Linked DNA regions of Rattus norvegicus: region 2 is linked to region 1. The links are chromatin contacts, called in public Hi-C maps. All regions are on one chromosome and are shown on one strand. Each heading gives the region's core, a stretch centred on a gene start, on an enhancer-like site or on the middle of the called end of the contact. The rest is flanking DNA. Distances are from core to core; before and after follow the strand shown. Region 1 has its middle 140 kb from the start of Ptger3. Region 2 overlaps Lrrc40 (leucine rich repeat containing 40).

Region 1 (6,763 bases), core at 2,053-4,552:
GAAGCTCAGGGCCAGAGCACTGTCACAGAAGCTATGAGAGACGTAGGCAGCATGCGCCACATGTGCTAAGTCCTGGAGCAGAAGAAAGCAGGTGTACACAGGCCTTGTTCCTTGTCCGCTGCAACTGCTGTCTGCTTACTGCTGGGATGAGCCTTCTGCACAACTCTCAGATGTCCTGTCATGACACCTCTGAGAGCAAGAGCCTATTGTGGTTCACTGTCTGCAGAAGAATGTTGTTACTCATAACTCAGTACAACTCCTGGTCAGGGTCCAGCTTCACCTCTTATGTCACCTCTCTGTGTGCTGAGCACACACAGCAATTGTGAGCTTCTTCACACACACACACACACACACACACACACACACACACACTCACTCACTCATTTGCTCACCATTGACTGGGGCTGTTACTGTTACCACAAAGACCTCTCATCTCTGTCCTGGCTATGCGTGATGATCCCAATGTTCATTTGTTCTAGGTATGAGGTGCTTCAACTTTTTTTTATCGTCCTTTATTCTAGTCTTTCCCAAGCTATTTTCAAAACAAGTGTGTTGCTATCCACCAAGATGATTTCACAACTCAGTAGTAGATCTTGCCACTCAGCTGTAAACACAGCCCCCATTAGCCTAAAACAATTTGCGAGGACCTGTGGTTCTCGAAGGCAGCTGGCTAGGGTGGAACCCGTGCTTTGGATTTTGTTTTGGTTCTATTTTTGGCGGTCGAATTCTCTGCCTCACTTGAATTCTATCACGAGAGCAAGGTGAGGTTCTGTGTGAGCCGGTGTGTGACCCTGGGGCACATGGAGACAATCGGCTGAGCTTCCTCATCTGCAGATGGTGTAACACTTCCCTTATGCAGTGCTATCAGTATTCTGAAGTTACTGTCTTGAGCTGAACCAGATCACACACTGAGCAAAGATGGATGAGGGAAAGTATTCCAGCTGTGAGAGAGAAAAAAAAAAAAACTTCCATTAGCAAGTAAATCCATGACAAGCAGGGGAAGCTACCACCCCTGGATGTAGTAAGTGACCTTTGTGGTTAGATTGGCTTTAAAATTATACAAGGGAAGAGTGAATCTTTATAAAAACGACTCCCCAAGGGATCCAGGCTTCAAACTTGTTTTACATCTTCTATAGAGAGTTCAAGTGGAATGTTTCGATATTACTTTCATTTTAAATTTTGCATCTTCGGCTTGAGATTTCAGAATAAGAATAAAAGAAACAAAACAAAACAGAGCAAGGGGACCGTAAATCTCAGCAGCTGCCTGGAGAAGGAGGATGGAGAGAAGGAGAGAAAACCTCGGTTTCTGAGTTAGGCCTGGACATCCACAGCAGCAGACGGCAAACAATTGACTTGAATGGCTTGGAGGGAGGGAGGGAGCTTTAGAGAAAGAGTGGAGTAACCCAGAGCACCAGATAAAACATCTGGCCAGTGTCTTTTTTTTTTTTTTTTTTTTTTTTTTTCGGAGCTGGGGACCGAACCCAGGGCCTTGTGCTTCCTAGGCAAGCGCTCTACCACTGAGCTAAATCCCCAACCCCTCTGGCCAGTGTCTTAAACAAAGGCACAAAAGACAACAAAAGAGGCTCAGGAACTGTAGCAGAAGAGAGCTTACAGACTGTAAGAGTCAGAGGAGCAGGAGGTGTGCTGTGAGATTACATCTCCTAGAAGCTACAGCTATGTATATAGGATCATCAACATGGCTGCCTAAACAGGACCTGAGCAAGGCAGACACAACAGATAACAGACATGCTCATGTGAACTGGAGAAAGCTCACAGGGCCTCAACCCTACACAAAGAGCCACAACCAACTAAGGAATGTTGAGAGCAGGAGAAATGGTCTCCCAGAAAAATATAACCAACTGGTTATCTAATTCCAAGTGGTCAGCCATGAAATCACATATACACGAGTAAAGTTATATAAACTAAGCAGGTTATATTTTATATATTTAGGAATTTATGTGATATATACATATATCAACAATTAAAGAAAAAAGAAAAAGGCGTTAAGGGAAGCAGTTAGAGGAAGGGGAATAATGTAATTACATCTTAATCTGAAAAATAGAAAAATATGTAATTTTTAAAGGGTTAATCATCCTTTTTTGAGTTGGAAAGGGGGACAGACCTAACAGAATCCGAGGAAGGCTCTGGAATGACTTGCAGGGGCAAAATTTCTGTTCTGGCCAGTTTTATGTCAACTTGACACGAGCTTAAGTTATCAGAAAGGAGGGTCCTACAATGAAGAAAACACCCACAGAACATCTGGCTGTAGGACATTTTCTTAATTAGTGATTGATGGGGAAGGGCCCAGCCTTTGTGGGTGGTGCCATGCCAGGGCAGTTGGTTCTGGGATCTAAAAGAAAGAAGGCTAAGGAAGCCATGATGAGAAAATCTTCTACCTCCAGGTTTTTGTCCTGTTCGTGTTCTTGTATTGACTTCCTTCAGTGATGGATTGCAACATGGATGTGTAAATCGAACCCTAACCTTAACCCCAACTTGCTTTTGGTCATGGAGTTTCATCACAGCAATAGAAGCCTTCACTGGGACATTTATCTAAAGGGATAATTGTTCCTCCTATCCTTGGTCAGGTGACTGACCTGCCCAATGGGATTAATCTTTATGGAACACCACTGTCTCCACTCAGAGGTAGATTTCTTTCCACCAGGAGGAAATAGCTTTTATTGAATGGGCCTCCAGTGCCAACGAAACACTGTGTCAATTAAAATTGTACAACTTGCAAGAGATATGAAACTTCACAACACTGATGAAAACAAAGCCAAGGAATTGTAAGACACATAGGTGAAGAAGCCATCAAAAAGAAATTGCAGAAAACTAACAGCAAGTGACAAGCCATGTCCTCCAGGACATGGAATGGAATGTGGAAATACGTAGATAATTCCTCCAGCTCTCATTTAAAAAGCTGACCAAATTTATGGTCATGCTGCCTAGTTTAGAAGGGTGACATTGCATAGTTCACTTGGCTCACCATTCACTTTCTGACTGGCGATCTATGAATGTCAGGAGCCAAGGTTGAAGTTCAGTGTGAGGGTGGGTCTGTCTTACAGATCTCTCTGTCTCACTCTCTCTCTGTCCCTATCTCTGTGTCTCTGTCTCTGTTTCTCTCTGTCTCTCTGCCTCTGTCTCTCTCTGTGTGTCTCTGTCTCTGTTTCGTTCTCTCTCTCTCTCTCTCTCTCTCTCTCTCTCTCTCTCTCTCTCTCTCGGCCAAGGCCTGCAGAGTCAGCCCTCTCTGCTCTCAGGGCTACTGGAAGGCAGCAGGTTCTTGTTCCCATCACGTGAGTAAGTAGAAAAAGCTGAAAATACAAAGTCTCAACATCTGCTGTGTGTAACACCTCTCTGTGTTTGCTATCCAGTTGATAGTTATCAAAGTTTCGACTTACGCAAAAGCATTCACGTGAGAAAAACAAATAATCCAGTGATTTCAAAACTTCACTAGAACTTCAGTGAACATTAATTCTTCCTGCAAGAGTTTGGAGTAATTCTGTTGCTGTTTTGTTCTGCAAAGAGCTGTATTGGGTAGCTGAAACAGGTACCACCCTGCTTGACACTTGAGCAACCGTAGTTGCCAGGGTCTGGCCACTTGGATCCAATTAGGTACAGAATACCAACCTATCTGGCAGTAATGTAGTCCTAATTGTCACAACTATCTCACATAACATATTCTTTTGCCTCTAATTACCTATGAGCATAAGAGATACCAGCTTAGAACAGCTTACCTAAGTTTTCCCAAGTCTCTGGCAAACATTCTCAACTCCACAGCTCTGTTGTACAGAGACCCTTCACAGCTTTCACTGTGCTGGGCATTGATTAAGGTTCAAGTCTTTACTAATAGCAGAAGAATTGAAACCACAGTGATAAGTTTTCAGAGTACAACATGATACTATATCAATTAGAAGTACTGGTTACCTTAGGGACTGGATTTCATTTTGTGTTTTTTCCCTCTCTCTATGTTCTTCCTGAGGGTGATATACAATGAAATGAACGAAAACCATCCTCATCGAAAGGGAAAGAGCAGCTGTGATGTTCAGGCACTGAAGGTCCACTGTGGTTTGCTTCCACTGATCATTTCACAGAGATGGAAACAATTACAACCTTCCAGGCAAGAGGAAGGGACTCCTGGTGCCTCTTCTTTTGGCTATTAAGACTATTAAGATGATGAACCTCGGAAATTGGTATTTCCCCAGAAATCTCATGCTGGGAGCCTGGTGTCAGCCAGAGGGGGTACTTGCCTACCAGAAAGAGATGTCACACAATTCTGATAACTTGTCAGAACACTTTGCAGAAGAGACATGAGAACAGAGACAAAGACAGAAGGAGCTACGTCTTTGCCCCAACTGTTAAGTTATGCACACTTCTTACCCTCTATTTAAATACAGACCTCATGATGGGGCCCTTCCCATGATGCACTTGGGAAGGTGTGGTTACTAGATTTCTTTTCCAGTTTCTCTTCTGAATGAGACCATTGAATTAATCTCTTTTCCCAGCTTTTCACTATTAGTTGTCTCTTGAATTGATGTATTGAGGAGGCAGCTGAGCCTAGCATTTTAGACCTACCAGGGCATGGTGTTTGACCTCACTCCTCTGGTAACACTCTGAACTGGGTAGCTAAAACTAATGCCAGAGTTCAAAGCCAGAACAGAGAATTGGAAATAGAGGAATCTCCAATGGCTGAGAAGCACCTGAAGAAACAATCAAAGTCCTTGGTGATCATAGAAATGCAAATCAAAACCTGAGATTCCACCTCACACCAGTCAGAATGGCTAAGATCAAAATCTCAGGTGACAACACATGTTGGCAAGCATGTGGAGAAAGAGGAACACTCCTCCATTGCTGGTGGGATTGCAAACTGGTACAACCACTCTGGAAATCAATTTGAAGGTTCCTCAGAAAATTGGAAATAGACCTACCTAAAGATCCAGAAATACCACTCTTGGGAATATAACCAAAAAATGCCCCACCATGCCACAGGGACACATGTTCTACTATGTTCATAGCAGCCTTATTTGTGATAGCCAGAAGCTAGAAACAACCCAGATGTCCCATGACAGAAGAATGGATACAGAAAATGTGGATCATTTACACAATGGAATACTACTCAGCTATTAAGAACAAGGACATTCTGAGTTCTACAGGCAAATAGATGGAACTAGAGGTAAAAGGACATGCATGGTATATTTTCACAAACAAGTGGGCATTAGCCAAAACAAACAAACAAACAAACAAACAAACAAACAACAAAAAAAGTACAGAATACCCAAGATACAGTCCACAGAACTCAAAAAGTTCAAGAAGCTGAAGGGCCCAAGTGAGGATCCCACTTGGGAGGAAGAAGAAAGTAACCACAAGTCAGGAGGGAAGCAGGGAGGGATGGGTAGTGGTTGGGGGAAAGGGGAACATGATCAGTTATTGGGTGGGGAAAAGGACTGAAGCTCTGAGGGCCAGCAGAAAGAATGGAAACAGGCAACCTCAGAAGGAAGGAGGTTGGAAAGACCCTCTAGAAAGTACCAGAGACCTGGGAAGTGAGAGACTCTCAGGACTCAAAGGGGAGAACCGTAGACAAAAGGCCCTACACGGGGAGAGAGAACTTATTGAACCCACCTCCGGCAAAAAGACAAGGCATCAAGTGAGGAATGGGTTTGCTGTCCCACAGCCAAACCTCTGACCCATAATTCTTCCTCTCTGAAAGAAATGCAGGGATGAAAATGGAGAGGAACCTGAGGAAAAGAAGATCCAGCGACAGGCCCAAAGTGGCATCCAGCTCAAGTGGCATCCACCCCAAGACCTGGCACCACTACCGAGCCTATGGTGTGCTCACAAAAAGGGACTTACCAGGACTGCCCTCCAAAAGACCCAACAAGCAGCTGAAAGAGTCAGATGCAGATATGTATACCCAACCAATGAACAGAAGCTGCTGACCCCTCTGGTTGAATTAGGGAAAAGCTGGAGGAAGCTAAGGAGGAGGGCAACCCTGTAGGGGGACCAGCAGTCTCAATTAACCTGGACCCCTGAGATTTCTCAGACACTGAACCACCAACCAGGCAGCATACAGCAGCTGAGATGAGGCCTCCAACACATATACAGCAGAGGATTCCCGGGTCTGAGCTCAGTCAGAGAAGATGCACCTAACCCTCTTCCATGGGAGGCCCCAGGAAGTTTGGAGGTCTAGTGGGGTGGGTGGGGTGGGGACATCCATGTGGAAACGGGAGGTGGGGGGATGGGGGTGGGGGAAATGTGGGACTGGGATGTGGAACTCTCGGAGTGGGGTGGACCGGAAGGGGAATAAAATCTGGAGTGTAAAAACAAACAGATAGATAGATAGATAGATAGATAGATAGATAGATAGATAGATAGATAGATAGATGGGTGGGTGGGTGGGTGGGTGGGTGGGTGGGTGGGTGGGTGGGTGGGTGGATGGATGGATGGATAGATAGATAGATAGATAGATAGATAGATAGATAGATAGATAGATAGATAGATAGATAGATAGATAGATAAACACAGCTCTTCTTGACCATTGACTTGATGAGTTTGAACAGATTTTTAACAACATAGCAGATAGGATCTTCCTCAAGGCACCAAGAGTGTGTGTTGTACAGCACCTATTTTATGTGCTATGTGCTATTGAAGTCCAGGAAAGCAAACATTTTCCCACTAGCTCAAGTATGAAAATAAGCAACTGAAATAGAAATTTTAGGAGTGAATCCACCGTTTCTGTGGATTTCAGACTTACTTCTTTTTCTCTTGATGA
Region 2 (6,612 bases), core at 3,423-5,922, 390 kb after region 1:
ACTATTATTCTTTGGCATTTAAAAGAAAATCAGACTTTCTTTGTCCAGGATAGGACTTGCTATGTGCTCAGTGCCACTGCATGTTTATGTTTAGAGTTTTGGGTTTGACTTTAAAAAAAATTATTTTTAAATGTTTTGGGTGTCCTTTATTCCAATGTGGTACATCTTATTTCTAAAACCTTGGTTCTGAAATCTGCTTACAGTCGGATTAAAACTAGACTGGCAGTTTTACCGTAATTTTCTAAAAAGGGGTTAGATATATGTAAACTTGATTTAATAAAAATCCAAATATAAACATTGTTGTTTACACTGAAGTTATCAGATGCAGCTCTTACAGCCGTCCTGATTCATCATGTGATTGTGTCAGCATGCAGAGGGCGGAGATAGGGACCATATGGTGGTTGAGGTTGTTGACCTTAGGGAAAGTCAGTGCTAATAAACATACATGCTTCATGTTCATAATAAAAGTTACATATTTAAGGTATTGATACAGTGTTTTTGTTTTAAAAAGAAACACACATCTTTACTGTGTCCTAAGCTCAGAATCTGCTTCCATAGTAAACCAGACATCGTGTAATAAGGTGACATTTTATTATTTATACAATAGACTTTTATGATATTCAAAACACTTTTTTTAAATTCTGAAAAAATTGAGTACAACAGAACCTAAAAATGGCTCTGCTATACACCACACAGCGCTATTACCTGTACAAAGCGCATCTGTAGATGCTTCCAGACGACACCCTACCCTTAACCCCTCGTGTCAGAACGTAAGACACAGCTGGAGAGTACAGATCACACTTGCAAAGTCACTGGCTTGGCAAAGTTGAAATACAGGTTAGTGGGACTTTGCACATAAAGTTAAACAGCTTTCAAGGTTGTTATGGTCTCATATGGCAAAAAACCATGAAGTACATTCACAATCTAAGTTAATAAAGTAATAAGTGTTTCTTCATTCAGTTTTATTTACACCAATATGTAGTTTAACTAAAAAGTACTGTTAATCATGGTACATTGGTTTTTTAACACATACAAAAATGACAATTTTTATATATAATTTTAAGCTGAAAATCACAATTATCTCAAAATATTAATTACAATACAGCCAGTTCAATTAAACATGTCATGGTTTGATTTTTTTTAATAAAAAATGGTAAACTTTATTATTAAAGTAAGCAATTTGTTTTGATTGGCTAGAGTACAACCAAGTAGAAAATCTAAATGTGATGTGTGAGGTGTTTGCTGCCCCTCCCACCCAGTTTGTATACAGCCACCTAGGCTAGCAAAGAGACAGAAAAGGCCCCGGTTTATAAATATTGAGCCTCGTTTGCTAAACTGCCTTGGCTTCTTGGTTCTTCCATAAAAGCTCTACAAAGGGCATGTCCATAGACTGCAGTGAAATGCATGCAATATATACAGCGTGTAGAATTCAGCTCACTGACACACATCAGAATGTCCACATAGACAGCAAAAGATGGACAGAAGGAACACTCACCTGCCACCTGTCATCAGCTAGATCGGAATGAGGTCCCAGTTCTGGTTCTGAGGGAGGATTACTACAGTTACTGCAGATGTGTTACCTGGGTACTGCACTTATGGTAGTGAAGCCAGATCCCATCAGAGAGTATGGTCAAGAGACCCAAAGCTGCGTCACCACTTAGGAATTTCTCTCATGACATTTATGAAATGAAATATTTCATTAACTGGCTTAGATGACCTCAGAAATTTTTATGTGTTTGACACATAAAATATTTACAGAATAATGAAATAGATTCATCTCATAAATTACTGAGGGCAAAAATCATCAATCTGATAGTTTTGAAAGTGAAAAATAAATTTCATGAATATTTTTAAAAAATCGTCTGCAGTGTGTTTGTATAATTCTTTACAAACCTCTTGGAACCCCACCATTGTCTTCCTTCAGAATTACTTTTCTGATGCTTAGTATTTCTTTCCTGAAAAGAATGAGACTACAGTTGAGTTTCTCATACACAGCCGAGAGTGAGAGAGTGAGGTACCCTTGGGTGGCTGTAAGTAGGAAAGAAAAGTCTGGTTCTTGCTATAACCTGTAGTGACCTTGCAGTGACCGTACCCTTTTGAAGTTCAATAGATATATCTACCTCTGGCTTCCTGCCAGCCCTGGACAGAGTCCCTTCATGTGTAAACAGTTTCACATTCTCAATCAGCCTTCAGTCCCTTCTATTCACTGAATACAAAAAGACCTTAATTGATTCTTCCAACAAAAGTGCGTTTGCCTGTCGGTTACATCTGTCTTTACTCCAAACGTACCACAGTAAGGCTTGCTCTTTAGAGGAGGGAAGCAAAGAAAATGTCTAATTATTGGAGCAGGAATATGAAACATTCCTTGCAGTCTGTTGACACTGACATCAAAACAAAGTTCCCTAAGAGTTACACAGCACTTAGCAGTCCTGATCTAAGCCAGATGTCCTCTCCCTGGTCTGAGACCATTGTGTGCCCTCTGAGTGGAAGAACAAGTATTGGAAATAATACTTATTTCAATAGTACATTTAAGCAAATACGGGAAATTCTTTATCTGCCTGAGAGATTCGTCTTGGTTTTTTCCAGAGACTTCAAAAACAAAACCATCTAAGATTTCCCGACTAACTGTAGTAGAGGCATGGAGAGCTATGAGAAACAATGTGGTTTGTCCATGTGTCAAGTACCTTCCTTAGTCTAGCTATCAGGCGGTTCGGCTGACCTGCAGTGCCCAGGCATTATGCAACCTCGAAACTCCAGCTGTGCAAAACAAACTAGCAAAGAAAAATGCGTGTCTAAGAGACACAAAACCTGAGTTGCAATAAAAGGTTTTAATAAACTTCTTAATATAGGAAAATAACCTTTGAACAGCCAAAAATACATTTATACAAGCGGCTTAGTGCTTAAGTGTCTCATAAGACTAAGCAAAAAGATCATTTACATTTGATCGTTTTTCCTAACTGTAGTTGAGATAACCACCTTTTATTTAATATCTATTTCATTCCCCTGAATTCATCAGTTTTTCTTTAAAAAAAAAAATCTACACATATCTGGGTAAGTCCTTCTGACGGTAGACCTGTTGCTTCTGGATACTGAAGCAGTGGTTGGGACTGCCAATGTCAAGCCATGATGGAGCCTAAAGCTTAAAACAAACGTTTAATCTTGGGGTTGGGCTTTCTGCCTATTCCTCTTACCTTTATCTCTACATTCCATTTCTTTAGCTTCAGTGGGCCTTTTACGTGCTAGTCCTTCCTATGTAGCCCACACTGGCCTCAAACTTGTAATCCTCCTGCCTTTGACCTCCATTGCTGGGATCGTATGCACACATGGCCAAGCTTGATGCAATCGCTTGCTCTTACACACTTGGTCACAAATTGTCTGAACCGAAGCAGCCCCCTCCCCCATACAGGGAGCATGTCGCCTGCTTTCCACCGGAGTCTGCTCCTTTTCAAGAGCTTAGAGCTTGCTTGGCCTTTTTGCCATTGACTTACTGGGAGGAAAACTGCTTAAGTGCCTCTCCTCTCCTCTCGCCATCAGACACTGATGTGAGGCTCGTTTCAGGGCATGTCGATTTCCTCAGACACACCGGGTGGTTTTGATAGAGATTGAAAGTTGTCTTCTGTACATCCCTGATAGACACATTCACATTTTTGACACTTGGAATGGGGAAGCCATGAGAACCCAAAGGTTAAATCCTTGAAGCTGTAGCTGCCTGGAAGGCCTCTGCATGTTTTTGTTTTTGTTTGCTTTTTTTTTTTTTTTTTTTTTTTTTTTTTCTGTAAGAGCTTTGCTGGGGGATGGGATAGGAAATCAATATAAGAGGTAAGAAGATGTCATTAGCAAGAGAACTCCAGTCTTTGCATGTTCAGGTGGCACTTGCCTGGAAAGGAATTTATATTGTGATCAACGCTAAGAGTTACACTTTCTCTGCCAACAGACCTGTTGTCATGGGAACTAATGCACGAAAATGAAAATATGACAAAGAGTGAAGAATTAAATTGGAAAAAAATGATAAGGAGTTATTTCTACATTGCCATTTAAGCCTTTGGGATTTAAAATGTTACTCATCTGGTGAGATCAATGAAAATGGCCAGAATGACTTGGCAGATGCAGGAAGAAAGCAGCAAGCCTATTTGGTTAAAGGAACTCTGTAAAACTTAGTTCCTTCCCTGATAAGTTAAGGTTTTCAGCCCCTATGTGAATTGTGTGGGTAAGCAGGCAGCCTGCAGAAGACTTACAGCCTGGCGTACCACCTGACAGGATTACTGCATACCTCACTTTATTGCTTGAAGCAGCCTCCCAAGAAAAAGCCAGAGAACATCAACAAAAGCCATGATTTAAAAATCCTCCCTTTCCCCTGTCAGGCAACCACCTGAGAATTTAGTTTTCAGGGAAATAAGAATTTATTTCTCTTCCCTTGCTCAAAGGCTCCCTGAGCTGTTGTCATCTTCAAGCCAGCCTGCTGGGAAGTTGGCAGTGAGGACCTAGCAATTTCAACCCTGATATGGGTTGTGAGTCTGCATTTGTGCTCCTGTGAGCCACTCCCCTTGTCCTCCTAGCTTCCCCAAAAAGCTACTTTTCCTTCCCAAAAGCTACTTTCACAAGCCTTGGCTACGACAGATCCTAAAATGCACCATGACACATGCAGAAGGTCCAAGGGAGGTCACTCAGCCGCTTCTGAGAGCTGATTTCCAAATCATAGCGACGGCTTTCATTTGCCCTCACCTAGTGAGTGACCTTTCAAATACACATTACAAAACCGACCATTACATTCACCAGGCATGGAGTCTGAGCAGTATGGACAGTTGGAGCTAAGCTATGGTCAGGAAGTGATCTTCAGTGTCTAACAGAAAATAATCTGACTGAAGCAGCACCCTGCGAAACATTTCTCTAGAAGCCTTGATTTAGCTGTGACTTCCTGACCTTCCTCTAACCTTCCTCTAGCTGTTCCTCTAACCTTCCGTTAGAGCTCCTTACTAAAGCCTTTGACAATGTTCAGAGTTCTTCAGAGACTTCTGGAATCTGTGAGGGACCTGGCCACTCAGGATGATAAACAGGTTGGAGCACAAAATCTGGTGTATGGAGACTAAATGTCTTTCTATTCCTACCACCAATGAAGGTCAGGATTAAATAATCCAATGAGGGACTAATCCTGACAGCCCCATGGAGCGCTGCTGTTACTGATCATTCTTTGGGGTAAACCTGAGCCCCTCTGAGAGGCCACCCATCTACTGTGTATAGGAATTTTACCACATCCATCCCACAGACGAATGTTCCAAACCATGAGAACTCCTGTAAGGTGCTAAGAACTAAGATTCTAGTCCACTTTCTTCTGCATGTGTGTCTTTGGTTTTATCACATGTGTGCATGTATCTGTGGGGAGGCCTAAAGTTATTGTCAAATATTTTCCCCAATCTCTTTCCACCTTATATTTAGGAGAGCAGGGCCTTCCATTTGAAGTCAGAGCTAATCCAGCTAGCACTGTTGTGTGGTGTGTGTGTGTGTGTCTGTGTGTGTGTGTGTGCGCGCGCGCTGTCACTTGTCTTTGCTTTCTGAGACAAGGAATGATAGGAGGCTGTCATGCCTGCCCAGATTTATATGTTTTCTGAGGGTCCTGACGTAAGCCCTCATAGTTGTGCAGTCAACCCCTTACATACTGAGCCATTTCCCAAGGCTCTTCTCTATTTTTTTTTCAAACATTTAATTTCTTCTCTCCATTTCTTTGGTGGCTGTTTAAGAGATTCTCTGTGATGTCAGATGCCTTAGTGTGGCTGACACAACTTGGAGTTGCTTTTATCATTTGTCATGTATCAGTACACCATTAAAAATAAAAAAGAACAGTCTGTTTAACAAAGTATATTGTTTTTCACTTCCCCAAATGTTTGGGTGATTCTAAAGTCTGGTTTAAGAGATGACAGTGTCCATGGAGCAGGAACTATCAACTTTCTACAACAAGTAGACTTTCCGTTACTGGCCAATACAGCTGTGGGGTGTGTTTCAGTGCCTCCCAACCTAGATATCTAGAATGCTTAAAGTAGTACCTGGAGGTCAGGAAATACTTTAAGTATTTTCAAAACTCAATCTCATTAATTTTTTATTTTCTTGGAGTTTTTGAGACAGGGTTTCTCTGTTAGCCCCGGCTATCCTGGGACTCATTCTGTAGACCATGTTGGCCTTGAACTCCAATATCCACCTGCTTCTGCCCCCAAGTGCACAATCTCGTTTTCAAATGCAGCTATGTTTCTGCTAAACATTTCCTAACTTAATACACAGATACACTAAGTCACTCTAGCTCTTCACCATCAAGGGTAGCTGTGTGATCACATCTGAATGCATCCTAAGTTACTACTGCTGCCCCAACCCTGGACTACTCAAGGAAGTAAAACAAACAAACAAAAAACCAAAAAGCCCTGTTCTTCTTGCCATGTAACACAATGGCAGGAGAGACTTTGTGTGGGAACTTGGGGAGTTATCGATAATGTGGATAAGACAGCTGAAAGGGTCACTGCTGGACCACCCTTAGAGAAGAGTCCTCTAGGACCAAACACTAATAACTTCAGCTGCTTATGAGCTGTCCACGAGGCATTTACAGGAAAGCTAGTTCTGCGAAATCTG

The links. A called contact is a pair of places that touch in the nucleus more often than the background predicts.
Region 2: a Hi-C map of liver shows a contact between it and region 1, with 3 times the contacts expected there. The contact joins two enhancer-like sites. A contact is called at or near these places in 6 of 12 Hi-C or Micro-C datasets (the A7r5 cell line, the Rat2 cell line, Schwann cells and 2 more).

What each region holds. Positions count from the first base shown.
Region 1 is chr2:249,401,964-249,408,726 of GRCr8, forward strand. It overlaps a transcript of Ptger3 not described here. Among named protein-coding and RNA genes, the nearest start is that of Ptger3, 140 kb to the left of the region's middle. Within about 2 kb of position 3,303, at least 4 of the 93 cell types and tissues checked have an H3K27ac peak or open chromatin away from gene starts, as enhancers often do. A contact at or near this core is called in liver, where this site is marked.
Region 2 is chr2:249,789,414-249,796,025 of GRCr8, forward strand. Lrrc40 (leucine rich repeat containing 40) reads left to right here. Exons shown (of 15, transcript NM_001034926.2): 15 at 1-484. It also overlaps a transcript of Lrrc7 not described here. Among named protein-coding and RNA genes, the nearest start is that of Lrrc40, 32 kb to the left of the region's middle. Within about 2 kb of position 4,673, at least 14 of the 93 cell types and tissues checked have an H3K27ac peak or open chromatin away from gene starts, as enhancers often do. A contact at or near this core is called in liver, where this site is marked.